2 separate regions of the Macaca mulatta genome follow, and region 1 is linked to region 2. The links are chromatin contacts, called in public Hi-C maps. All regions are on one chromosome and are shown on one strand. Each heading gives the region's core, a stretch centred on a gene start, on an enhancer-like site or on the middle of the called end of the contact. The rest is flanking DNA. Distances are from core to core; before and after follow the strand shown.

The links. Hi-C and Micro-C count contacts between places; a contact is called where the count stands out from the background.
Region 1: a Hi-C map of fetal cortical plate shows a contact between it and region 2, with 1.9 times the contacts expected there. The contact joins the promoter of TTL here to the promoter of ZC3H8 in region 2. A contact is called at or near these places in 5 of 14 Hi-C or Micro-C datasets (CD4 T cells, blood, fetal cortex germinal zone and 2 more).

The regions. Positions count from the first base shown.
Region 1 is chr13:22,567,151-22,573,507 of T2T-MMU8v2.0, reverse strand. TTL (tubulin tyrosine ligase) reads right to left here and starts at 3,057. Exons shown (of 7, transcript NM_001266278.1): 1 at 2,889-3,057. The coding sequence starts at 3,045.
Region 2 is chr13:22,386,907-22,393,938 of T2T-MMU8v2.0, reverse strand. ZC3H8 (zinc finger CCCH-type containing 8) reads left to right here and starts at 1,737. Exons shown (of 10, transcript XR_013402646.1): 1 at 1,737-1,918; 2 at 6,857-6,941.

The DNA.
Region 1 (6,357 bases), core at 1,808-4,307, 180 kb before region 2:
CTGTGCCTCATTCCACAGGGAAACTAATTTTCAACAGCTCTTATTACCTGTGGCCTTTTTTAGAAAATTAGAGCAGAAAGGATACAAAGAAAAACAAATTTTTATTAAAAATAAAAAGTGTTGTCAGCCGGGCACTGAGGCACATGCCTGTAATCCTGGCAGTCTGGGAGGCTGAGGCGGGTGAATCACCTGAGATCAGGAGTTCAAGACTAGCTTGGCCAACATGGCAAAACCCCGTCTCTACTAAAACCACAAAAACTAGCTGGGCATGGTGAAGCACACCTGTATTTCTAGCTACTTGGGAGGCTGAGGCATGAGAATCACTTGAACCTGGGAGGCAGAGGTTGCAGTGAGCCGAGATCCCACCACTGCACTCCAGCCTGGGCAATAGGTGTGGTCAGAATTCATTTCAAAAAAAAAAAAAAAGTGAGACTTCATTTCAAAAAAAAAAAATGCAATAAAATAAAAAATGTTTTGTTTCAAATCTTAATAAAACGCATCATATTTCCAGTAATAAAATCAAAGTAAGACCAAAGGACTTTTCAGTTGAAAATGCCAGAAGTAAGAATAATTTATCTGAGAATGGCATACAGTCAAATCAAAAGTTTCAGGCAGGCATTAGCTGGCTCTCACTGGTTTCCCTGAGCAGACAGACCTGATTCCCACCTGAACTGCCTACCTTCTTATCCACAGGGCATCTGCCTTCTAGAGCCTTTACCTGGCTCTATAAATCTTATCCTTGGCTTTCATGTAGTACACTTTAAGCAAAAGGTAAATATCCCTTAACAGTGATGGCATATAGCCAATTTCGTTGTAGGATGCTGTTTTCTTTCCCATAAAAACCAAATGTTGGACAGGCGCAGTGGCTCAGGCCGGTAATCCCAGCACTTTGGGAGGACGGAGTGGGTGGATCACCTGAGGTCAGGAGTTTGAGACCAGCCTCACCAACATGGCGAAACCCTGTCTCTACCAAAAATACAAAAAATTAGCTGGGCATGGTGGTGCGCGCCTGTAATCCCAGCTACTTGGGAGACTGAGGCAGGAGAATCGCTTGAGCCCAGGAGGGGGAGGTTGCAGTGAGCCGAGATCATGCCACTGCACTCCAGCCTGGGCCACAGGGTGAGACTCTGTCACAAAAAAAAACAAAACACACACACACACACACACACAAACACACAGCTCAAACGTTTACTGATCATCTCCTGAATTTGTGGTATCTGTACAGGATTCAAATTCTGTAGGCTTCTGCTTCTCATTCCAAGGCTTAAGCACCAGGGTAATGCCAGTCACTCCTACCCCTGCCTGGGCGGAGCCACGTTTGTTGTTTTTAATGTTAGGATTCCACCTAAGCTTTCACAGCCAAGCACTGCCAAGAATATAGAGGGATGTCAGGAAGTCTGGAAAGGGAAGTGGACAATGCAAGGAAGAAATAATTGTTCTCAACTATAAGCAATTCTTCATCTCCTTTAGGATCATGTATTCTCTTCGCTAGGGTCTTCCTGACACCGGTTAACAAAAGGGAGTCTCCAGGCACAGTCTCCATATTCTGAGATTCCTGGGTGTTCAAATGGGTCCTTCCATGGAGTCACCATTCTACATCATAAACTTGTATACCAACGAAAAGTTGTCCCAGGTACTATCAAAATAATCGAACAACTTTACACTGCAGCTCTTCATTCCTCCAACGATTTGAGTTTTACACAGCCCCCCTCGCCCCCCAAAGGCTCTGTCTATGGAAGCTCACCAATGACCAGTCAATTCCAAATGGCCTATATTCAGTTTTTACCCATTCGAATTCTGACCACACCTATTTCTAAAAACTGTTTCCTCTCCTGGACATAGAACACTGCTCTCTCTGGGTTGTCCTCCAAGGTAGAGGTGACTCTTCCTCTGTAACAATTTTTCCCTTGTCTTTGGAATACAATTGGCCCCCACCTCTGGTGAATTCTGGCAAGGAACATGGCTCCCCAGAGAGAAGCTGCAATTCCCAGATGACTGTGCAGAGAGGGAGGCCATGAGACTATGCTCAGGTCAATGGGATGTGAGTTGAACTGATCTGGGCAACTTCTGGATGACATCATTTACAAAGGAGCCGCTAGTCCCCTCCTATCTCCTGCGTTTTCCTACAAGTGAGTATGGTGGTGCCCAGCCAGCTTCAACCATGTGGATGAAGGTAATTCCCTCGGGGAGAACAGGGAAGAGAGGGAGGGCGAGACACAGACTCCTGTAAGACCTTAATCCAATGCAGAACTGCGAAAACATGTTATTTGGTGAAACTAAGGAAAGGTTTATAATCAGACACCCCTACACGCTTCCCTGGGCTAGGGTCTCTTCTGCAACTCCTGCTTTTGGAATCCAGGGATCTTTTCTAAATCTTCTGACCGTTCCTCCGCCCCTTCGGGTGGCAGAAGCCTCAGGGGTTTCAACACCTTCAGCTCCCCCGCCCCCTGCGCCCACGCCAAGCAGGGAGAAATTCTCAGTGAGGAAGAGCTGCAAGATGACTCCAGCCTACGCCGGCCGCCGGCTCTGCGGAGCCGCGCCCTGCGCCGCTCTCGGCGCGGCGGACCGGCCCGATTTGGAGGCGTCGGCCCGGGGGAGCAGCTATACTCCCGCGTCAGGTCCCAGCCCCGGCGGCCGGTCATTGTCAGGAGGCAGCTGCGGCCCCGAGTGGCCGCACCGCGACTCCGACTCTAAATCCGAGTTAAGAGACAAGAAAGCATTAAAAACGACAGGTTTCGATCTTTCCGAATCCCATTTTTGATATGCCCAAGAAGCAACCAAGGGGAAGATTTATGACCTTTAAAAACAAAAGCGCTGGTTCTAACGGGCCGCGGGAGGCGCGCAGGGCCGCTCCGGGGAGGGCAGGCAGGAATTTGGGAAGGGCTCACCCAGTCTCCCGAAGGGCAGCCGGTTCCTCTCTCCCAACATCAGGTTGAACCTGGGGTTGTCTCGCCGCAGCCTCTTCCAGTGACCGGTGGCGAGGAGCAGCCGGGAGACTTCGGCGTAGACGCTGCTGTTCTCATCGCGCACCACGAAGGTGTACATGGCGAAGGGCCGCGCGCCCAGGCCGCCGGGCAGCCGCCGCAGGGACCAGCCGGCCGAGAAGGCGGCTCAGCGCCGATCCCGCCCGGGCGCCCGCCGCGGCCCGGCCGCCGCTGCCCGCCCCGGCTGCCGTGCCTCTCCGGTGCCGGCGGCGCAGCGCCCGGGCGCCCGCGCGTCTGCCGGAGTGGAAAGCGCCGCTAGCACGCCCGCCCACCCCGGCGCGGCCCCGCCTCTGGCCCGTGATTCCGCGCGGCCCGGCCCCGCCGCGCTCTGGAGAGGCCGGTGGGCCGCGGCGCGCCTTCTTGGTACCCTCCCCGGGGCGGCGGCGGCGGCGCAGGGTTGGGAACCCGCGGCGGTGGGCGCGGCTTTACTGCAGCGCGCGGACTGTGCAGTGGAACCAGAGTCCGGGCCTGGGGCGGTTCCTCCCAAGCTCAGGGTCGCAGCCGGAGGGCGGGGCCGGCGGAAGATCCCAGTTTGCAGATTTCTGTCTGGGTTTTTCTTCTATTGCCAAAGGACCTTTTATGGATAAAACCCAAAAGTTCTAAGGCCCGGTCCTGTGGCCTAGGGAAGAAGCGCTTCCCCTTCCTCTTTGCTTAACGACTACGGAGACTCGGAGCGTCGGTTTTGTTTGGGTCGAGTGCTCCTTCCTTCGGCTGAGACCGGGGTGGCGCACGGCCAAGGGGATGACCTTAGACTCCGCTGGTGGAAGCAGGTCCCGAACCGGCCCCCTGGAGCCCTGGGCTTCGCTCTCTTCCTGCCTTTTACCGGCATTCAGCCACTTGCTTTCCCTTCTCCGGACCTCGATTTCCCCTTATGAGCGGCGGAAAGTGACTCTTAAAAGTCCCTTCGGTTCTGACAGCCCACTCTGAAGAACATGTTGCTGCATTTGAGGGACAAAGAGAGGACAATGATATCAGAGTTCCCACAAGCTTTCTACACTCCCTCATAAACTACCCGCATCAGCCCTGCGCCTTGCATCTTTTACTCTCCTTTAGAGAAAGAGCACCCTGTTCCCCGATGCTCACCTTATCTACCCGAGCATATTGTAAAAGCGACCTTCTCCCTCTCATAGTTGCCCAAAGTCCACAGGGCCGCCAGGCACTCACTCGCTCGTCTTGCGCACCGGCTCCACCTGTAGGCATTCGCTGGCTGTGGAGAGCTTGCTCAGAGCAGAAATGGGGCAGACTCGGAGCTTCTGGATGCTTGCATTTCCTCCAGAGGGATAGAGTTGGTCGAGAATGCCCTGCGGGGAGGCATGTGTCCTAGGCGTGTTGCGGTGGTCCTCTGTAGGGTGGAGCTTCAGTTGTCCGCAGCTGTAACTTGCTCATCAAGGCCTCTTCTGTTGGCTTGCTTCCTTTCCCTGACTCACTACCCCAATCACCTCCCAAAAAACTACTGTACTTGTGCTCAAATTCTTGTTCTAGGGGCCACCTTTTGGGGCAACTCGAGCCAGGACGCTGTATTTTGCCGCTTGTCACAGCTGATTACCTTGAAAGTGACGTCCACTCCCACCATGCTACATCCGTTCCTCCCACCCACTGACGACTTCTGCGCCACAGGTGGCTTCTCTCTGCCACTCCACAACCGTGGATCTCATTAGGAAAACCAGTGACCTTTGAATTTCCAAATTCAGAAGCCACCTTTTTCCTTTTTCTCACTCTTTGTAGTGAGCACCATTTTTGTTTGTTTTAGCTGTAGGTTCTCTATGGTACTACTTATTCCCCACCCCACTTTTTTTGAGACAGGGTCTCACCATGTTACCCAGGCTGGTCTCGAACTCCTAAACTCAAGCCATCCTCCCACCTCAGCTTCCCAAACTTGGGATTACAGGCGCGAGCCACCACACCCAGCTTATTCCCTTTTCTTTGTAAGATAACTCATCTTCCCTCCTTGGAATTTTTTTTTTTTTTTTTTTTTTTTTTTTTTTTTTTTGTATGAGAGGGAGTCTTGCAGTGTCGTCCGGACTGGAGTGCAAGGGCGCGATCTCGGCTCACTGCAACTTCCACCTCCGGGTTTCAAGCGATTCTCCTGCCTCACCCTCCTGAATAGCTGGCACAGGCCACCATACTTTTTATATTTTTGTATTTTTAGTAGAGACAGGGTTTCACCATATTGGCCAGGCTGATCTCAAACTCCTGACCTCCAGTGATCTGGCCGCCTTGGTCTCCCAAAGTGCTGGGATTATAGGCATGAGCCGCAGCACCTGACCCCCCTTGGAACCCGTTTTTTTGTGGCTTTTTGTGGGATTAACAGTGTCTGTTACTGATAAAAGAAATGAATATCTGGGCTTGGTCCAACAGGATTACTCTCTACCACTTTTGCCACAGCGACTGGCGACTGGTAAAACATAGGAAAGTCGTCCAAATCAGACCAATCTGATGGAACACTATCTGTGTGGGATAGCTTGCCACTATCTTGCTGTCTTATAGGGGGATAATCCGTTCTGAAAATTCAACTTTCCCTCCACCCTAGCATTAAGCCCCTAGTATTAAGCATTAAGCTCCTAGCATTAAGCCATGGACATGTGAATATATTCTTGCCACTAGAATGTGAGCAGGTGATATGTATCACTTCCTAGCTTAGACCTCAGAATTTGGTTGTGCCTTCTTCTTCTGGAGACAGGACGTACAGTCAGCAGCAATATTGGAACAAAGAATGTAAGGAATTTGCCAAAACTGGCTGTATCCTGGGTTATAAAGTAAACTCCAGCAATTTCGAAAGATTGAAATAATTCTAAACACTTTTCTGACAATAGTGGAATTAAGTTGCATGGAGATTAAGTGATATTGTACACTACTAAATAACCCATGAGTCAGTGAAGAAATCACAACAATATAAGAAAGTATTTTCTTTTTTTTTTCTTTTTTGAGACGGAGTCTCACTCTGTCACCCAGGCTGGAGTGCAGTGGCACGATCTTGGCTCACTGCAAGCTCTGCCTCCCAGGTTCACACCATCCTCCTGCCTCAGCCTCCCAAGTAACTGGGACTACAGGCATCTGCCACCACGCCCGGCTAATTTTTTTGTGTTTTTAGTAGAGATGGGGTTTCACCGTGGTCTCGATCTCCTGACCTCGTGATCCACCCGTCTTGGCCTCCCAAAGTGCTGGGATTACAGGCATAAGCCCGGTCAAGAAAGTATTTTCTAACTGAATGACAATAAAGATATGGCATATCAAAACTGGTAGGATACAGCTAAAGCTGTTTTTAATACAAATTTACAATCTAAAGCACATACGTTTTTTAAAAAAGACTGAAAATCAATTATCTAAGCTTCCATCTCATGAAACTAGAAAAACAATAATAAGTAAAACCCAA
Region 2 (7,032 bases), core at 488-2,987:
TGCATTCTACTAGCTAAAACAAGCTGTTCTATGAGGCAAAGTCAACTTAGATTAAAGAGGAGGTGAAACCGATCCTACCTCTTTGTGGGAGGAGCTGCAAAGTCACACCGCAAAGGACATGGATACGGGAAAAGTTGGAGAATTTGGGGCCATTTTTGGCATCAATCTAACACAAACATATGTAGCCTTTTATATAGTCTTTGTCTGAAAATGCTAGTGTCTGATGCCTTTGCAGGTCAGATGTTTTAGCTGCTTTTTACCTGCTAATCGAATTTTCATTTGTGTCTGGTTATCTTTTGCTGTATGCTGGACATTTTATATAAAAAAATGTGTATAGTAACCATTTGAGTTCTATAATAGTGCTTCCTGCTAAAGAGGGAGTAATTCTAGTTTTCATTTCCTTAATTCATTTTTTCCTCTCCATTTTTAGTAATGATTCATGTTCCATAGGTGATTGCCTATAACATAAACAACACGGGAAAGTAGAATTTCCCCAGGGAAGATGTCTGGCTTCATATAGTTCCCTTCACTAATTGGTAGAGGGATCCTGACTCATGCCAAGAATCAGTTCCTTCACTTACAGAAGCAAGTCAGGTTCTCTATCATTGGCCCAAACTAGGGTTTGCGCCTTCCTTTCTACTATTGCCTTAAATGGTATTACACTGAGCAAAACTGAGCAATTCCCCGTTCTGCAACAGCATGCTCTGTTTTCCTGCCTTAATACAATTCTCTCTACTTGGAATGCCCATTTACTCTTAACTTCATCTTTTCCTATGGAAATATCTCAAGACCCAGCCCAAATACTCCCTTCTCAAGAAGCCTTCCCAACTGGATGCAATTTTTTCCCTCTTCTGAATCCTCTTAGTATTTGATACTTTTTAATGGACTTTTCGGTCTTGAGGTTACTTGTGTATTCATTTTAATCCCATTCAATTGTAGAGACCCTACAAGTTACATTACCAGACTACATATCTGCTTATTCATTTCAAAAATGTGGATGGTAATAGAACATCTTTTACAGGGCTGTTGTGAGGATTAAGTTAGCTAACATATGAAACGCTATTTCTAAGGAATAGTAGTGGAGTGCTCAGATCAATGTTAGCTGTTACTACCATCCCTTAGAAATACTGTGATTTTGATGGAACAGTTTTCACCAAGGTGAAAGCAGAATCCTAACAAATCCTTTTAAAAATTCTGGGCTGGGGCCGGTCGGGGTGGCTCACGCCTGTAATCCGAGCACTTTGGAAGGCCGGGGCGGGCGGATCACAAGGTCAAGAAATCGAGACCATCCTGGCCAACATGGTGAAACTCCGTCTCTACTAAAAATATGACCAACATGGCGAAACCCCGTCTCTACTAAAAATACAAAAATTAGCCGGGCGTGGTAGCATGCACCTGTAATTCCAGCTACTCAGGAGGCTGAGGCTGGAGACTTGCTTGAACCCGGGAGGCGGAGGTTGCAGTGAGCCGAGATCATGCCACTGCGCTCCAGCCCGGACGACAGAGCTAGACTCTGTCTCAAAATAGATAAATAAATAAATAATAAATTAAGTAATTTAATTAAATTAAAGTCTACTATCTGAGGTAATAGACGAAAAAGCCTACGGAAGGGCAACAACGGCGGCGCCTGCGCAGAGCCGAGGCGAAGGTGGCAGGGAAGGAGCGGGCTTGCCCAGAGTCGCGGAGGGCGGCTCGGCGCATGTGCGGGGTGGGTGGGGCTGCGCGGGGCGGAGCCTGTGGCCCTGGTGCGGCTCTGGGTCCGTCCTGTCGCGTCCCAGTTGTCACTCTCTCGGGTTGTTACTCTGTAGTTTCCCGGCTCGCGAAAGGGAGGACCTGTCTGGGTCATGGATTTTGAGAATCTTTTCTCAAAACCCCCCAACCCGGCCCTCGGCAAAACGGCCACGGACTCTGACGAAAGGTGATCCCCCATCTTTTCATCCTTTGAATGCAGGGGCTCAGCGGGACTCCGCCTCTTAGTTTCTTCAGGATTGGAGGCCGTCCGGAACCACGTCCGGGCCGCGTCGGGAGAGCCCGTGGGGAGCACGTGGGCCGGCCGGACGCCACCGTCTGACCTATAGAGGTCGTGCAGGGTCCGGGTGGGAGCAGAAGCTGAACACGGGGCTCAGGCGTAGGCCGCCACGGCCGGGGCTGCCGAGAGCCTGGGCGGGGGAGCGGGGTGGAAGCGAGAAGGCTCCGGGATGCGCCCCTTTCTCTGCACAGCAGCGGGTTAGGAGCCCGCTTCTGTGGTCCGGTAGCGTCTGTCTTTACTATTGCTTGGTTCCACGAGACCGTAAACTCCCAGAGGACACTGATTGGACCTTTTTCACTGACACATGCTAGGCTCTTTTCTGTAGAAAGGACGAAATCACAAGTTTATTAAAAGGTAAAGAATAGGGAATACTCTGCCATTAGTCCACCGATTGACATGGAAAGACCCTAAAGACCACAATAAAGCAACAGACATCATTTGGACTTAAAATTTCCATTAGGTTGGAAAAGCAAAGGAGACTTTTGGTCAAATGGCCCTAATTTGTAGATTTCATTTTTGGAGCAGTGCATAGTGCTTACACCCAGATAGATGTTCATTCTTTTTATTCTTTGAATTTGAAATGCTAAAAAGTATCTTTGTTCTTAAACCTACGTCTTTTATTTCCCTCAACTGAGATATATTTCCAATTATGGTTGATTTTACCTCTCGATATTGCTCAGCTGTTCACTCTATCTCAAATTTTAACTGATCATCCAGAGCTTTACCTCGTGCTTTACATGAAATCATTTAATCCTCAAAACAAACTTGAAGATGATGCTGTCTTTGTTTTACAAATGGGAAAATGAGGCACGGAGAGGCTAAATAACCTGCCGAGATTGCACAGTGGAAGTGGAAAAACTATGTCCAGGACCCATGATTTTATCACCAAGCTTCTCATGCAAAATGACTAAAATAAAATAAGGCCTATAAATATTGGAAAGAGACAAAGACTCTAATTACTTGCAGATGATATAATTTACTAAGAAAAATAACTGGAACTAATTGATACGTTGTAAAATACATAAGAATTCATCACCAAAAAAAAAAAAAGATAACAACATGTAAAAATCCCAACAGCAGCTATCAGTTTGAAAGTGTATTGGACGAAAATTCTATTCCCAAAAACTTGACTGCAATACATAAAAGACACTTGGAATTTTGCCAAAATGATGGGTGAAGGATGGTATGGAAGTATGGTGAGCTGTCCATATTATTTGCCCATTTTTCTTCTTTTTGGTCTTTTTCAAATTCTAGGATCTCTTATTTGAGAGTACTTTACTCCCAATTGTCATGCCTATGGCATTATTTTTCAAGGTATAAAGGAATGGGGATGTTGTGGTTTTGTTTTATCCAGTCAAATGAATCAGTCTTTTCTCATATGGTTTCTGGTTTTTTTCCTAGTAATTTGTGATGGGAGTACTTCTCATTCATTCAAAAAATCGTATTCAGCACCTGCTATGGCCTTGGGGATATAGCGGTAAATGAACAAGAGATGAAAATTTCTGTACTAATGAATTTACGTTATTAGGGGGAGGGGGAGACAAACAATACATAAATATATCGTATTTAAATACCCTGAGAAAATGAATGAAGGCTAAGGGGAAAATAAGTACTGTTGGGGTGGTAGGGAGGGGGCAGATTTTTTTATTTTTTTATTTTTATTTATTTATTTATTTTTTGAGACGGAGTCTTGCTCTGTCGCCCAGGCTGGAGTGCAGTGGTGCAATCTTAGCTCGCTGTAAGCTCCACCTTTTGCTTTGGCACCATTCTCCTGCCTCAGCCTCCGGAGTAGCCGGGACCACAGGCGCCTGCCACCACACCCGACTAATTTTTTTGTATTAGTAGAGATGTGGTTTCACTGTGTTAGCCAGGATGGTCTCGATCTCCTGACCTCGTGATCCACCCACCTCCGTCTCCCAAAGTGCTGGGGGATTACAGGCGTGAGCCACCGTGCCCGGCCAGGCGGGTGTAGATATTTTAAGAAGGTAGATAAGGAAAGCCTCACTGATAACGTTGGTAAGTTTTAAAAACCTGTGTAGGGACCTGAAGGAGGTGAGGGGGTTTCATAGTCTAGAGGAGTGGAGAGGAGTCTGTGTAAAGGTCCTCAGGGGAAGTGAGCTTGGTGTGATTGCGTTAGGGGAGCAGAGTGGCCAGAAGGACAGCTGGGGTGGAGTAAGAGGGACTTGGAAGTCTGCGAGGTATTGGGGTAGGGTTATGGGAGCCCAATCATGGAGTAACTGGTAGGTGCCAAAATAAGGACTTTGGCTTTTACTCTGAATGAGACAACAGACCATTGGAGGGTTTTTCAGCAGAGTGACATTTGAAATATTTTAGCAGGGTCATTCTAGTTGTGTTGAGAGTAGAATGTAGGGGTGCCAGAGCAGCTCGGATTGTTGTATTAGTGGCAAGAAGTGGTCAAATGTGGGTATGTTGAAGATAGAACAAACTGGATTTCCTCCGAGATTGGATGGGGATGTAAGAGAGGAATCAAGATTGACTTTAAGGTTTTGGTGGGGATCTTGAGAGGCATGGCGCTGCCGATTTAGATAGCAAGAAGGATTAGGCTTCAGAGAGAAGAGCAAGAGTTCAGTGTTGGATGTTTTAAGATTACATATGTCTAGTAGATGTTCAGGTGGTTATGTTGAGTAGGAAGTTAGCTCTGTTTGGTTTTAAGAGGAGGGGTTTGGGCTGGAGACTTGGATATTGAAATCAACTACATACAGATGATATTCATAGTGATGATATGGAAAGTGATAGCCTAGAATGAGAATATAGACAAAGAGAAGAGGTGAGAACTGACTTTTAAAGTCGTGAAGATGAGGAACCAACAAAGGAGACTGACAAGTTGTAGCTGTGAGGAAAGAAGAAACTAGAAGAGCCCACTATCCCTGAAGCTAAGAACATGTTTTACACAGAAGAGGTGGTCAACTCTGTCCTATCTGCTCATAGGTCTAATATGGGTGCTGAGTATTGTAGACCTTCATAGTGAAAGTAGACATCTATTTAGAATGGGCAGTGTTGAATAACAGTGTGATTGTAGGGCAGATACTTGGGAGCCCTGCCTGCCTGCTGGGGCTCAGATCTCAGCTCCACCATGTATTAGCTCTGTGACAAGTTACATATCCTTTCTGTGATTGTTTTCTCATCCGTAAAATGGGCTTTTAGTATGTATGTCATAACACTGTTGTTTGTGATAAGTGTTACGTGTATGGAGCAGCATCTGGCACAGAGTAAGCATCATTCAAGTGTTGGATGATGCTGTTACTGCTATCAAGGTCATTATTGTCATTATTCCTCTGCCTAAGGAGAGGTTGCCTCCTACTCCATCAGGTGATTCATTACTGGAAAGTGTAGCAATAAAGGTTCACAAGTATTTGGGATTTTTGGTTCTTGTAATGGTGGCTTCGATAGAAGGCTCACAACTTGGTACCTCATCTGATGGATGTAACTCAGGAGCTCTGAGTCAGTGTAAACTGTTGAATTGGACAAAGCCGTGAAGCCTGAGCTCCTGTAACCTTGAAGGAAGAGCCAGAGAGCCACTGTTCACATTCTCCTTGTGCTGTCAGTGCTTTCCCTTTGTAACATGTTTCCTTGAGATGGGACATATTGCCCAATTCCTTGCCTTTATCTGGTGTATAACTCATATTTTTTTTTTTTTTTTTTTTTTTTGAGACGGAGTCTCGCTCTGTCGCCCAGGCTGGAGTGCAGTGGCCGGATCTCAGCTCACTGCAAGCTCCGCCTCCCGGGTTTACGCCATTCTCCTGCCTCAGCCTCCCGAGTAGCTGGGACCACAGGCGCCGCCACCTCGCCCGGCTAATTTTTTGTGTTTTTAGTAGAGACGGGGTTTCGCCGTGTTAGCCAGGATGGTCTCGATCTCCTGACCTTGTGATCCGCCCGTCTCGGCCTCCCAAAGTGCTGGGATTACAGGCTTGAGCCATCGCGCCCGGCCATAACTCATATTTTAATTCACAGCTTTTTCCAATCTTGTGTTCAGTAGTCCCACTTACTAAGACACTGTTTTCTTCAGCTCCCTGTATCTCTAGTATCAACCATTATTTAGATACACCTATACATTTTATTGGCTTCTTTGTTCACCAGTTTCTTATATTTCCCATCCCTCTTGGGTTCATATTTAGTTTCGCTGGAATATGCTCAAGTAATTGTCTCAGACTGTTATATATATGCATGGTCAACTTCTCAGTCCTGTAAGTCTAAAAACAGTTCTTCTTTTTCGTCTTTACACTTAAATGTGTTTGTCTCGCTCCTAATCTCAAAAGGCACTCTGCATTCTGCCTAAAATACCCTTCTCCCTCACATTCCTCTCTCCTCTTTGTTGGCTAACTCATAAGTATCATTTAGGCTCTGAATGCCTCTGGTCCCCAAGTCTGGGTTGTGTTCTGCGTATATGCCCCTATACTTACGTATACCATATTGAAATAGCTTTATTTTTTTCTCCCAAGCAGATAGAAAGCTCTCAGAAGACAGTGACAGGGTCTGTATTTTTCATTGTTGTAGTCCAGGGCCTAAGGCCTGGAGCCAGTTGAATTAATGGAATGATGGATGAATGCATGATTTATATAGCTGCTAATGCTTGAACATTAAGGTGGTATAATCTAAAATTTTAGTTTTATAGGTTATTCGTAAACATATATTGACATTTATTGGTCATCATAATTTTGTACATTACCTGGAGTATTTGGTGTAGAATTTGAATTTGTAATTTATTTGAGGGCAAGGTGAAGACAAGCCAAAGCAGCGAATTGTAACACTGTGGTATAAACTCTTCAGGTTGAAAAAACCCTTTTGTGTTATTTGATATTTTTGCAGAATCGATGATGAAATAGATGATGCAGAAGTTGAAGAAACACAAGCGGAGAAAATTAAACTGGAGCACGAGCAAATTCCCAAAAAAGTAAGATTAAGTTGACAACTGTTTAAGTTGAAAACACATATTTTTTTTTCTCAGTTTCACATGGAACAACAAAAAAAGAAAAAACAGATAG